2 separate regions of the Mus musculus genome follow, and region 2 is linked to region 1. The links are chromatin contacts, called in public promoter capture Hi-C maps. All regions are on one chromosome and are shown on one strand. Each heading gives the region's core, a stretch centred on a gene start, on an enhancer-like site or on the middle of the called end of the contact. The rest is flanking DNA. Distances are from core to core; before and after follow the strand shown.

Evidence for each region. Promoter capture Hi-C pulls out the DNA fragments that hold promoters and counts their contacts.
Region 2: a contact with region 1 is called in a promoter capture Hi-C map of cranial neural crest. The contact joins the promoter of Elmod2 here to the enhancer-like site in region 1. A contact is called at or near these places in 3 of 39 promoter capture datasets (the 3T3-L1 cell line, cranial neural crest and hippocampal neurons), 1 of 115 datasets of contacts at active chromatin or transcription factors (astrocytes) and 1 of 9 other capture datasets (liver).

The regions. Positions count from the first base shown.
Region 1 is chr8:80,974,531-80,979,989 of GRCm38.p6, forward strand. Gm31223 (predicted gene, 31223) reads left to right here. Exons shown (of 4, transcript NR_168642.1): 3 at 4,744-4,805. Among named protein-coding and RNA genes, the nearest start is that of Gm31223, 28 kb to the left of the region's middle. Within about 2 kb of position 2,906, at least 18 of the 459 cell types and tissues checked have an H3K27ac peak or open chromatin away from gene starts, as enhancers often do.
Region 2 is chr8:83,329,163-83,334,621 of GRCm38.p6, forward strand. Elmod2 (ELMO/CED-12 domain containing 2) reads right to left here and starts at 3,324. Exons shown (of 9, transcript NM_178736.5): 1 at 3,188-3,324; 2 at 1,949-2,096. The coding sequence starts at 2,090. Gm32327 (predicted gene, 32327) reads left to right here and starts at 3,457. Exons shown (of 2, transcript NR_168721.1): 1 at 3,457-3,888.

The DNA of each region.
Region 1 (5,459 bases), core at 1,656-4,155:
GAATTTAAATTACTTAAGTGCTTCATTTATTAAATATTAACTATTTAAATATGTATTTAAATAAATTAAATAGGTAATTTAAATTATTTAAATGCCCTGACGGTGGACAAGATGGTAAAGGAAGTACAAAATGACAAAAGGTGATTAATTTGTCACCACCATGTAGAGTTGAGTTCTTTAAGGTGGGTAGCCACGAGCCTCATGAGACCACATCCTCTTAAATTGTGGCTAGTGTACCCAAGGGACTGACACGTTATTTAACTTACATTTAAGTGGATACTCAGCATAGAGATTGCAAACAACTCTTCACTGGGCACTGACCTTTCTCCTTTTTCACTCTCTCTCCTTCCCTCCTCACAAGAGCTTGCCATGTAGCCCAGGCTGGTCTTGTACTCATGATTCTCTGGACTCAGCCTCCAAGTCCTTAAATTCTTCCTTCCCTCTATTTTTTTTTAAAAGATTTATTTTATGTATATGAGTACACTGTAGCTGTCTTCAGATACACCAGAAGAGGGCATCAGATCCCATTACAGATGGTTGTGAGCCACTATGTGGTTGCTAGGAATTGAAATCAGGACCTCTGGAAGAGCAGTCAGTGCTCTTAACTGTGGAGCCATCTCTCTAGCCCCTTTTCCTCTAGTCTTACACCTTAGGAGGCTTGACTCAAAAGAACTGTCAACTGTAAACTCTTTCGAGTTTATATTAATAAACTAAGCACCAATAGGAACAACCCAGCAAATGAAGAAACATATAAAATACAACTACCACACAACACACCCCAGAGACTGTCTCTGACCACTTCTTCCTCAAGGGTAACACCTTACTCTCCATATCAGATTAACTTTTTTTTTTTTTTTTTTTTTAACTATAAGGAATGGGTTGTGGCTTGCTAGCTCCTGGTTTGGTTTGTGTTCCTATTTCTGTGTGGTGTGGGCCTGGCATACAACAGATGTAGGACGACACCCCAAAGGCTGCACATGGACAGTGGATTTGGACTTTCTAAAGCTCTCCTTACCTGGACAGTCTTTAAACCAAGTGCATGGCCACAAATGAATTTCTGGCTCTCTGTGCAGGTGTAAGTTACTACCTGGTAGCATTTCCCATCATCCTGAAGACCTTTGCTTCTTCACACAGAACAAATATCAGAGGAAAGCTGTTTTTTTTGTCCAATGTTATCTATGGCTTGGGTGTAAGGTGCCCATGTGTTTGCGACTTGATCCCTAGGTGGTGGTACTCTGGGCGAGCTGTGGAGCCTTTACAAGGCGTAGGAGGAGGAAATGGGCCTGAGTAAAGACAAGCTTAAAATCTATAGGCTGGCGCCACTTGCTTTTCTGTCTCTGCTTCCCAGACCTCAGAGCTGAGCAGTCTCAAGCTTCTGCCACCAGAGCCCAGAGCCATCTGCACACAGGCCTCCCCTTCACCATGGCCCACACTGTCAAGCTAAGTCAGAGCAAGTCCTTCCTTGTTCAGGGTGCTTGTTCTGTGTTTGCCATCAATAAAAACAGTAACTAATACTTCTATTTCCCTGGCTACATTCACTTGGAGTTTTTCTTTCCAGGTTTTACAGATGTCCTATAACCACCTTCAAGCTTGAGTGCTCTCTGACATCGCCCATTCTTTGAGTCAGAGGTTTTCTGTAAAGTACTCTGATAACTATGCTACTGACAGTTTGCCACAAGCACTCAAGGATGCCATAGTAGCATAAAAACTGAGTATGTAAGTCAGCAGGGACTAGTGTTTCAGTTTAGCTTCATGCAAAGGTGGCCTGGGGGCAGGAGAGTCTGCTGAACTTGGTTTTCTGTATGTTCTCCTCTAGCTGTGTTTAGGGTTTTCTCCATCACTGCTTCTAAGTAACAAGATAGCGGTGGCCTTGGTGTGAGCTTAGTCTCAGGCCTCAGTTAATCCTTGGATCTTCCATTTCTCTCCACATGATTTCCTTTACATTTAAGTTTTTAGTTTGCAGCTTCCCTCTTTTCCATTCATTTTTTGGATCTAATCGGTTTTCACTTGTGAGTGGAAACATGTCTTCCTGACTTTGAATGATAATTTTGATCACTATGAATTTACTTTCCTCAATGTTTATTGGATTTTGTTCTATTAGCCACACAATAAATGAAGTAGAATCAGACTCTTTCAAAGTTTCCCTTCTACTGCTAAGCCTTCTCTTCCTTGACCAGGAACTAGTCATGGAAAGCAGGGAGAAGAGTAGAGGGCAGCAGGACCAGGCCCACTAGAAATGCTCCATGGGGCTTACCTCCAGCCTTTACTAATGTGTGCTCTGGGAAAGTCTATTTCCTTCTGTCACTGCTCCTCCAGTTTTGATTATCAACTAATTTTTAAGATGTGGAAAAATACTCATTCTGATGTTTATGGGCAGACACCCACTATGCAGCACACAGACAACACTTAGCATTGTACTAATTTCCTAGGGAAAAGCCCTAGGAAGAAGGATTAATACCCCCACCTTGGCCCCAAGCAGCTCTCAAGCAGCTTTCTTATTAAAACTGCATCCTCAAATGCAGATGCCCAGTGCTACATTAGTCTGGATTGAGGGAGGCCTGAACCTGGAGTACTTAAAAAAAAAAAAAACTTCCCAACTGATTTGTGGTTTTTTTGAGACAGGGACTCTCTTCATAGCCCTGGCTGTCCTGGAACTCCCAATGTAGACCACACTGGCCTTGACCTCAGAGATCCATCTGCCTTTGCCTCCTGAGGGCTGGGATTAAAGGTATGGGACTGTATACCCAGCTTCCAAGTGATTTTAACATTAGTGGAATGTGAAAACAACAAATGAAAGCCTATGTTTTCATACCCCAAATCAATGCAGAAGGGTGTGTTGCTGTGTAGTACACAAGGCAAAATATATCAAGAGGAAAAACAACTGCAGGCCATAACAGACATTGAGAGAGCTGGCAATACACTTGGCTGACTTCTTAGATTCTATTTTTAATGTTAAAGCCACACTGGTTATGTAACATCGGGGCTAAAGGTTTTACATAACTTCTGAATGCCTGAAACTTAGATTGTTGATTTTATAGAAATGTCAGTTCTCTTGTCTTTGAAAATTACTTCTGTAGGAATTTCTTCTTTGCCTGGGAAAGTTGCAGTTTAATAAGCATTTTTTTTAAAGCACCGTTTACTTTGAATCCTTTTGTAAAAAGAAATCCTCTATTCATTTTGAGGTCCATTCATTTCTAACAAAGGACTTGGTAAAATAATTAACTTTCATTTAGAGTGTTTTCTAATCCTGACTTATGACGTCCCTCAAGCTTTAGTAACTTCACACTTCTTGGGTGTTTTAAAACATAAATAACCTCACCTTTTGCACCTCAGGAATAGTTTCAGAAATCCAAACTCAACAGAAACACTGTTGATAGCAGTGAAATATATAAAGCAGATTAAGACCTGATTTTATTTGTCCCAGGCTGATTCTGAACTTCTATGTTGGTGACGATGACCTGAACTTCTTCCTGATCCTCTTGCTCCTACCTCCCAAGCACTGAGATTAAAGATGTGGACCATTAAAGACTGGTTTAAAGATGGGTGCTGGGAATAAAACCCAGGGATTTGTGCCTGCTAGACAAAGCACTCTGCAAGCTGAACTACAGACCTCAGGCCCTACAGAATAGCATTTTTGAGAAAAGACGCTACATACAAATCTTATTGCCTTTGAAACACTTCCTTAAAAGTGCTCTAGAGTATATAGACTATACTATGTAACGTATACATCTTAAAAGTGCGCTAGAATATACAGACTATACTATGTAATGTATACATCTTAAAAGTGCTCTAGAGTATATAGACAATACTATGTAACGTATACATCTTGAACAAAAGAAGTAGCGAAGTGGTGACTTCAGGTAACTGGACAAGTTGTACCATTTTTTTTTTTTTTAAAATGGTGCTGGGCACAGAAAGAGCATCCAATCCTCATGTATAGCAGGACAGCACTTAAGGGCTAGTATGTGAAAAGAAAATATTTCTGTAGATAACACCATCATAAAATGTGGGAAGCCACATGTACCGTTGCTGAGTGGCACTGACTACTGCTGGCCACCATGCATAAGATTGGACAAACAACCTATGTGTACATATGCAGTAAAGTTTTTTGCAAAGACACTGCCTGGCCCAGGCATGATAATGAGGTTCTGTAAGGTATTGAGAGTATAACCAATCAGATGTGAGACATGCAAATGATGCATGATAATGAGGTTCTGTAAGGTACTAAGAGAGTAACCAATCGGATGTGAGACATGCAAATGAGGTATGATAATGAGGCTCTGTGAGGTACTGAGAGAGAGTAGCCAATCAGATGAGGAACATGCAAATGAGGCTTAGTGCATAACCAATCCGGGTATGAGACACGCCTCTCCTAGGCCTATAAAAGCAGCACCAGTTCTGGGCTCGAAGTCTTTTCGCCTCTGCAATCAAGCTCTCCCAATAAACGTGTGCAGAAGGATCCTGTTGCAGCGTCGTTCTTCCTGGCCAGTCGAGCAGCGCGCGCAAGAATAAAAGAACAGTTAAATGAGCAGAGAAAACCACACTTTCCCTCCTGCTGTGTGAATGCATGTGGTGTGTGGAGCCCAGCACACGGCTTGTAGAAGCTGGCGCTCTCTCCACCATGTGGCTCCTGAGGACTGACGTCAGGTCCTCAAGTCTCACTCACATCAGGCACTCTTTACACAGACTTATCTCATTGGTTCTCCACATTACAGATTTAAGAATCATTTTTTTTCTTCTCAGGTGTGATTTAATGAGCTGCTTGAAACTGTCAGAAGGATCTCAGTACTTCTAAGACACAATGAGTGAGTATTGTGTCTCTACCCAGTGATTCTAATGACATCTGAAGTCATAGTTTTTGGCTATTCAAATGAGCTTGATGCTTGATGAGTGAGCCGGGACCATTCCTCCAAGTGGCTATGTAAATGTTAGGAGTCAGACATTATTCCACCCACTAGTGGACATATTAGATAGACTTGCCAGCCCTATATATATTTTTTTCTTCCTTGCATATTATTATCATTAGGGGAAAATATCTAACTTTTTGCAATGTACCAAGAGACATCTTTTAGAGGCACAGACCGACATGTGCAGTTTTACCTTTTGGTTTCTAGTGAAGCCTGTTCTCTTTAGCAGTAATGGGCAATTTCATTTGAGCTGATTGTCTTCAACAAAATAACAATGGTCCTCTGGTTACCCTTAACATGAAACGTTAGCAAGAGTTGTAAGAAGCATGGGACAAACATGGTGGCACAGGAGAAGAGGACGCCTTGTGTTAGTGTAAATAAGGCAGCAGTAAGTACCAGATATGAGGGCAGAGCAGTTCAGCTGGGTGGACTTCTCAATGGGGCTCCCTCCAGTGCCAAACATAGCAAACTCAGCAAGCCATTAGTGTACTACATTTCTGATCTTAAAAGAAAGCCCTCAACTTTGGTATTGGTTAGCCAATGAAAATTTGA
Region 2 (5,459 bases), core at 2,074-4,573, 2.4 Mb after region 1:
AGTTACCACTTGAACACATTTTCTGAATTACCCAAAATCAAATAGTAAAACTATAACAGCAACGATAAATCACTTCTGCAGTTTAAGGTACAATTCCCACATGAACAACACAACAATCATCTCAAAATCTTACAGGATAGAGAAAAAGGTGGAACCATCATCCCCCAAATGCAGTACCAAGCTGGTGACAATCTAATTTTCCCAGAACTGTGTGTTTCTGTGCAGACCGCCAGAGTGGGGGTGTTTGCCCACTGCTAAGATCTCAGAAATTCATCTGAAGACTATATCCCCCACTACACCCTCTTCTCTGTCAGTCTGAGCAAGCGGCCCGCAACTCAGCAGTACAAGAACAAAGGAGCAGACTGTCTGCCAGCTCTCCTCTCACTAGGCAAAGAGCGAATAGCCTCTGCATTCCTGGTTTCTCTTCTAAGAATGGCAACATTTGTATTGGTCTGTTAAAAAAAAGTTTAAGAATTTATTAAGAACACTCTCCTTTTGAGAATTGTAAGAAAGATGCTTTTTGCCTCAAAGTAAACCTTTGAATATGCTCTTTCCCCACACTGTAAAGTGCCAACCAGTACAGACTGCAGAGGTCTGTGTTAAGAGGCACTTGGTTCTTCTGAGCAAGTGTGTGTGCAGGGGTGTGTGTGTGTGTGTGTGTGTGTGTGTGCAGAATTGTGCTTTATGCCTCATTCAGCCACAAGACACTCTGCCATTCTTCCTTGTCATCCTGGGTACAGGGTCTGCTGTCCACACCTCACTCCCTTGGACGTAAAGAGCATCAATTCCTTATTCAAGGCATTTTTGATCAACACAAAATAGGAGCTGGTTAATTCTTGACTTTCTACTTAACACAGCATCATGAGCTGTGGCTCCGCCCAGGTCTCTCTTACCATTTCTACAGTAACTTCAAACCACATTTCTCAGCCATCTGAGTTTGAAGTCAGAACAACATTTTCAATTAAACACTGAAAAACTGTCATTTGACAGAAATATAACACAAGCCAAATTGAGCCCCATGTATACCATAGACATTTCCACAGCTATATTAAAACAAAATACATGCAATTTTTATTGCTCTAACAACTTATATTATCACTTGACTGTATTACAAATACAATTATCATACATCTTTACACATTTTTTCATATAAGTCTTTGAAATCCAGTGGGTATCTTACAGGTAAAGCACAACTCAATTAACATCATGCAGACTTCAAGTGCTCAGAACCATGTGGCCATCACTGTGAGCCTGGACCAAGTAGGTTCTAAAAGTCTTTCCTAGGACCAATGAGTAATCTGTCCATTCAGAAATAAGAGTCAAAAGTGAGAAGACTGATTATTGAGGCCTCAAAGTAGGAAAACAGATAACTGACTCTTCAATCTTTTTTTTAATTAGGTATTTTCTTCATTTACATTTCCAGTACTATCCCAAAAGTCCCCCATGCCCTCCCCCCTCACCCCCCCCCCACACTTCTTGGCCCTGACGTTCCCCTGTACTGAGGCATATAAAGTTTGCACGACCAATGGGCCTCTCTTTCCACTGATGGTCGACTAGGCCATCTTCTGATTCATATGCAGCTAGAGACACGAGCTCCAGGGGGTACTCTTCAATCTTTACCTCATACATTTGTGTAAAAATTTCAAATGGAAGAGAGAATAATTTTCTAGTAAACAATTGAAAATATAATCTGAATAATAACTGATACATTTTTAAGACACCCAAAAGGCTCGTTTTTTGGATACATATGGGATGTTTTAGGAAGTTTCTTTTTATATATTCAGTGCTCAATTCAATAGTCAGTAGTAGAATGAAAAGAACTTAAAGACCACAAAGCTTAAGAAACTCAGCTGCAGTGACTCGCTCAAATCAAACTCCCATGGGGTGAGCAGAAGAATTCAGTTAGGTTATAATTAATGTTGAATTTTCTTTATTTTGAAGGTATTACCTATTCTGTAGGTCCTCTGTGCCCCTCCATAGGTGTCAAAAATTCGCTGCAATTCACATTTCCCAGTCATCTGCCGTAAGAGCCATTTCATCCAAAATCGGAAAAAGTGTCCATAGAAAAACTCCCACAGAGACACGAACATGTTTCCCTGGAAAGAGGATATAAACACACAAGCTTAACGGTCTCAAACTGGAATTATAAAACTGAAAAAGAAATTAAGTTGATCCAACTCCCCAAATGATAATGAAATATATTATTCCATTGTGTCTATTTTGTGAGTGTTTAATTCATCAGGCAAGGAAATAACATACAACAGCTTAAATAATGATTTGCCAAATGGTCACTTGAAAAAAAAATGTAAAAAGTAGCCAAATAACTGGCCAAATTATTTAATCGCTAAAAAGAATAACCACATTTCATTTTTGCCAAATATTATATTTAATATTTTGGATTCATACTTCCGTTTTTCATCCCTTGAAACTTGGAACAAAGAAGTTCAAGAATAAAAGGACCAACCGAGCAACAATTTCAAATCTACCACACATCAGATGTGGCTTCCCAAAAAATGAGCTCTTCTCAGCCTTGGTTGAGAGCGCGCCCAGCTGTCCCTGTCAGCTGACTCCGACAAATGAAAACACTACAAGTGGCTTACAAACTGAAGCATACAGGTTGGGAAACCGAGCAGATGGCATCCTGACGAATTCATCATTGTTCTAGTCAGTAGGTGAAGGGCAGAGACACCAAGAGGTTAAAAAACAAAAAACCCCACAAAATCTATACACTTGATATAACTGATCTTGCAATAAAACTCTTTTCGGGTGCTAAACGAAGGGGAGGAGGGATACCGGGAACTCCAGCCCTGGGATTCGCAGACACACCCTCTCTGCGCCCGGGCCCGAGGAGCTGTCAAATTCGAAATCCCCGCAAGGCAAGGCACCAGGTGTCGGTGCCAGACACGCGGATCAGGATCTTTAAAATGAGTCATCCCGTCGGCGCTTGTCGGGACGAAGCGGGCAGAAGTGCCAGGCGCAGGCAGGCCGTCCCGCCGAGCCCCAGGGCCTCGGGAAACCGAGTGCGAGCCCCGTGGGCACCGCGCCGTCCCGCCCCTCTCGCGCGCGGGAACGCTGCACAAAGCCCCGACGGCCCCCGCACCCTGCGGGTTATCCGCGGGACGCCAGCGAGGCTTGCGCAGCCGCACGCCAGCAACTCAGAGTGAGAGAAAAATAAAACAGCAGCCACCTCACAGGAGCGGAAGAACTAGGGGGAAGCTGGCACTGCCTCGGTTTCCCCAGCTGCAAACACCGGCAACGGAAACGACGCTCTACGTGGAGCGCTCCCTGCGAACACCGCGACCCGGAAGTCCGCACGGAGGCTGCGGGGGCGGGGTGTCTCTTGGCTCCGCGCCCCGCCTCTTCGTCTTCTTCCGATTGGCTCGCTCTCAGCCTATCGCCGGCGCGGAAGGAGGGGCCCGCGGGCAGGCGCGCCAGACGCTGGACGGTTCCCATGGCAACGGCGGCGGCCGCACTCCCAGCCCAGCGCCAACGAGTTCCCTGTGGACTCGGCCTGGGAACTTTGCTCTGGGCTTTCCGGGACTCTTCCACCGCGGGCGTGACCACAGCACTTTCACTTACATTTCCTAATCTGCGAAGTGATTATTTCCCATCTTTATGAGGCACAAAGGAAACTTGGGTCGAAGGCACTTTATGGATGACGCAAAAGAACTTGCGTGACTAAGTGTGTGCAATGAGAAGTTGCGAGTTTTTCCTCTGAAAACAAACATGGAACACTTAATTCATCAAACGTTCATTTCTTAACATCGTTTCTACTGGAGGAATAATCTGTGCCTTTTTTTTAAACCTCAAAAGTATGGTTTTTATGTGCTAGGTGGTCTTCTACAAGGGACTCGCACGCCAAACCAACCAGCAAAAGCATAGTATCAGGTGAAGCTGCCTAACAAAGTTATTAAGGGGATTAGGGAGTAGGGGAAGGGATCATTACATACAGCGGAATCAGCAAAGTAAGGATAAGCGTTACTAGAGGAGATGAGGGAGTGTGCTGGGCCAGCTTCAGGAGGAAGACTGATCCACAGGACAGTAAATGTAGAAGTCCTGGGTTAGGAATGTATTACAAAAGGCTGATGGCACAATAATGGGGTTGGTGGGTTGGATAAGAAAGAGCCAAGTGGAGAGAAGGCTAAATATAAAAGAAGTTAAAAATGAAACAAAAGAAATTCCTGAATTGGGCACGCTCATGCATGCCTGTAATTACATGCCAGCTGGAGGGTGATGTGGGCAGGGAGATCTGCAGTTCAAGGCTACTTAAGGATCTGCCTAAAAAAGTAGATAGATAGATAGATAGATAGATAGATAGATAGATAGATAGATAGATAGATAGACAGACAGACAGACAGTTTAGCCTCCTACCCAAACAAGATTCCTGGCTCCTTGGTCCCCTTGTCAGGACCAACCACTATTAGTTCCTTATACTTCCAAAAATATTCAAGCCAGTGTCTTGTCTATGCCCCATCCATCTCCGTGTTAGGTCTGATTAAGTGCGCAGTACATGCCTTTCCAATTTTTCTTTTTTTCAAGACAGGGTTTCTCTGTGTAGCCCTGGCTGTCCTGTCACTTTGTAGACCAGGCTGGCCTCGAACTCAGAAATCCACCTGACTCTGCCTCCTGAGTGCTGGGATTAAAGGCATGCACCACCACGCCCGGCATGCCTTTCCATTTTAAAGGTAGATTCTTCTTGTAGAGCATAAACCTATGAAGGGCAGACAAGCCACCACCTTTGCCCCATGGGAGTGAAATATTTCGTGGAGACCATCTCTCTCCCTGTCTCCAGTCAAGTTCTTGTCCCGCCCTCCTCTAAGAATGGAGTGGTCAGACAACAAAGACGTGTTATTGACACTCTGGGATTAACAGCCTTTACAAGATAAAAACTAGTTTAAACAGATTGCCATGTAGGATTTTACTATTCAGAGCCATTTGAACTCTCAGTTCCTGAAAGCATACAGCTCTAGCAGGTCACTGGACCAGCATGGTGGCCAAGCTGGGACTCAAGGCTCTGAAGCTGCAAGTCTGGAAGTCTACATCAGAGTAGGTATCACAGCAGTGGGTCTTGGAGTCAGGAAGCAGCTGCAGAGACAATTCCCTTCTTAGCCAGACTGCAAACTCTTGGAGAAATGAACCCTCTGCCTCAGCTGCTGGCCATATCCTGGAGCAGCCTCAGGTGAGCTCCCTGCCCAGAGTAGAAGGACCAGGGAGCCTCCAGTCAAATCCATCCCCCGGGAGTGTTGGAGGCAGCCTTTCTTCTATATGCTCCTGCAGTAAGCTGTTCTGTTTCTATAGCTTTGAGTATCCAAATTTATAGGTTACCAAGCAGGCCCTGATTGGCAAATCTTGAAAATGGGTATGTCCTGAAAGTGGAAGAATTAGAATTTAGGATCAATCAAGGAAGAGTTATCAAATCTAATGGGGTAGGGGTAAACCCAGAGACCAGCAAAAGTTCT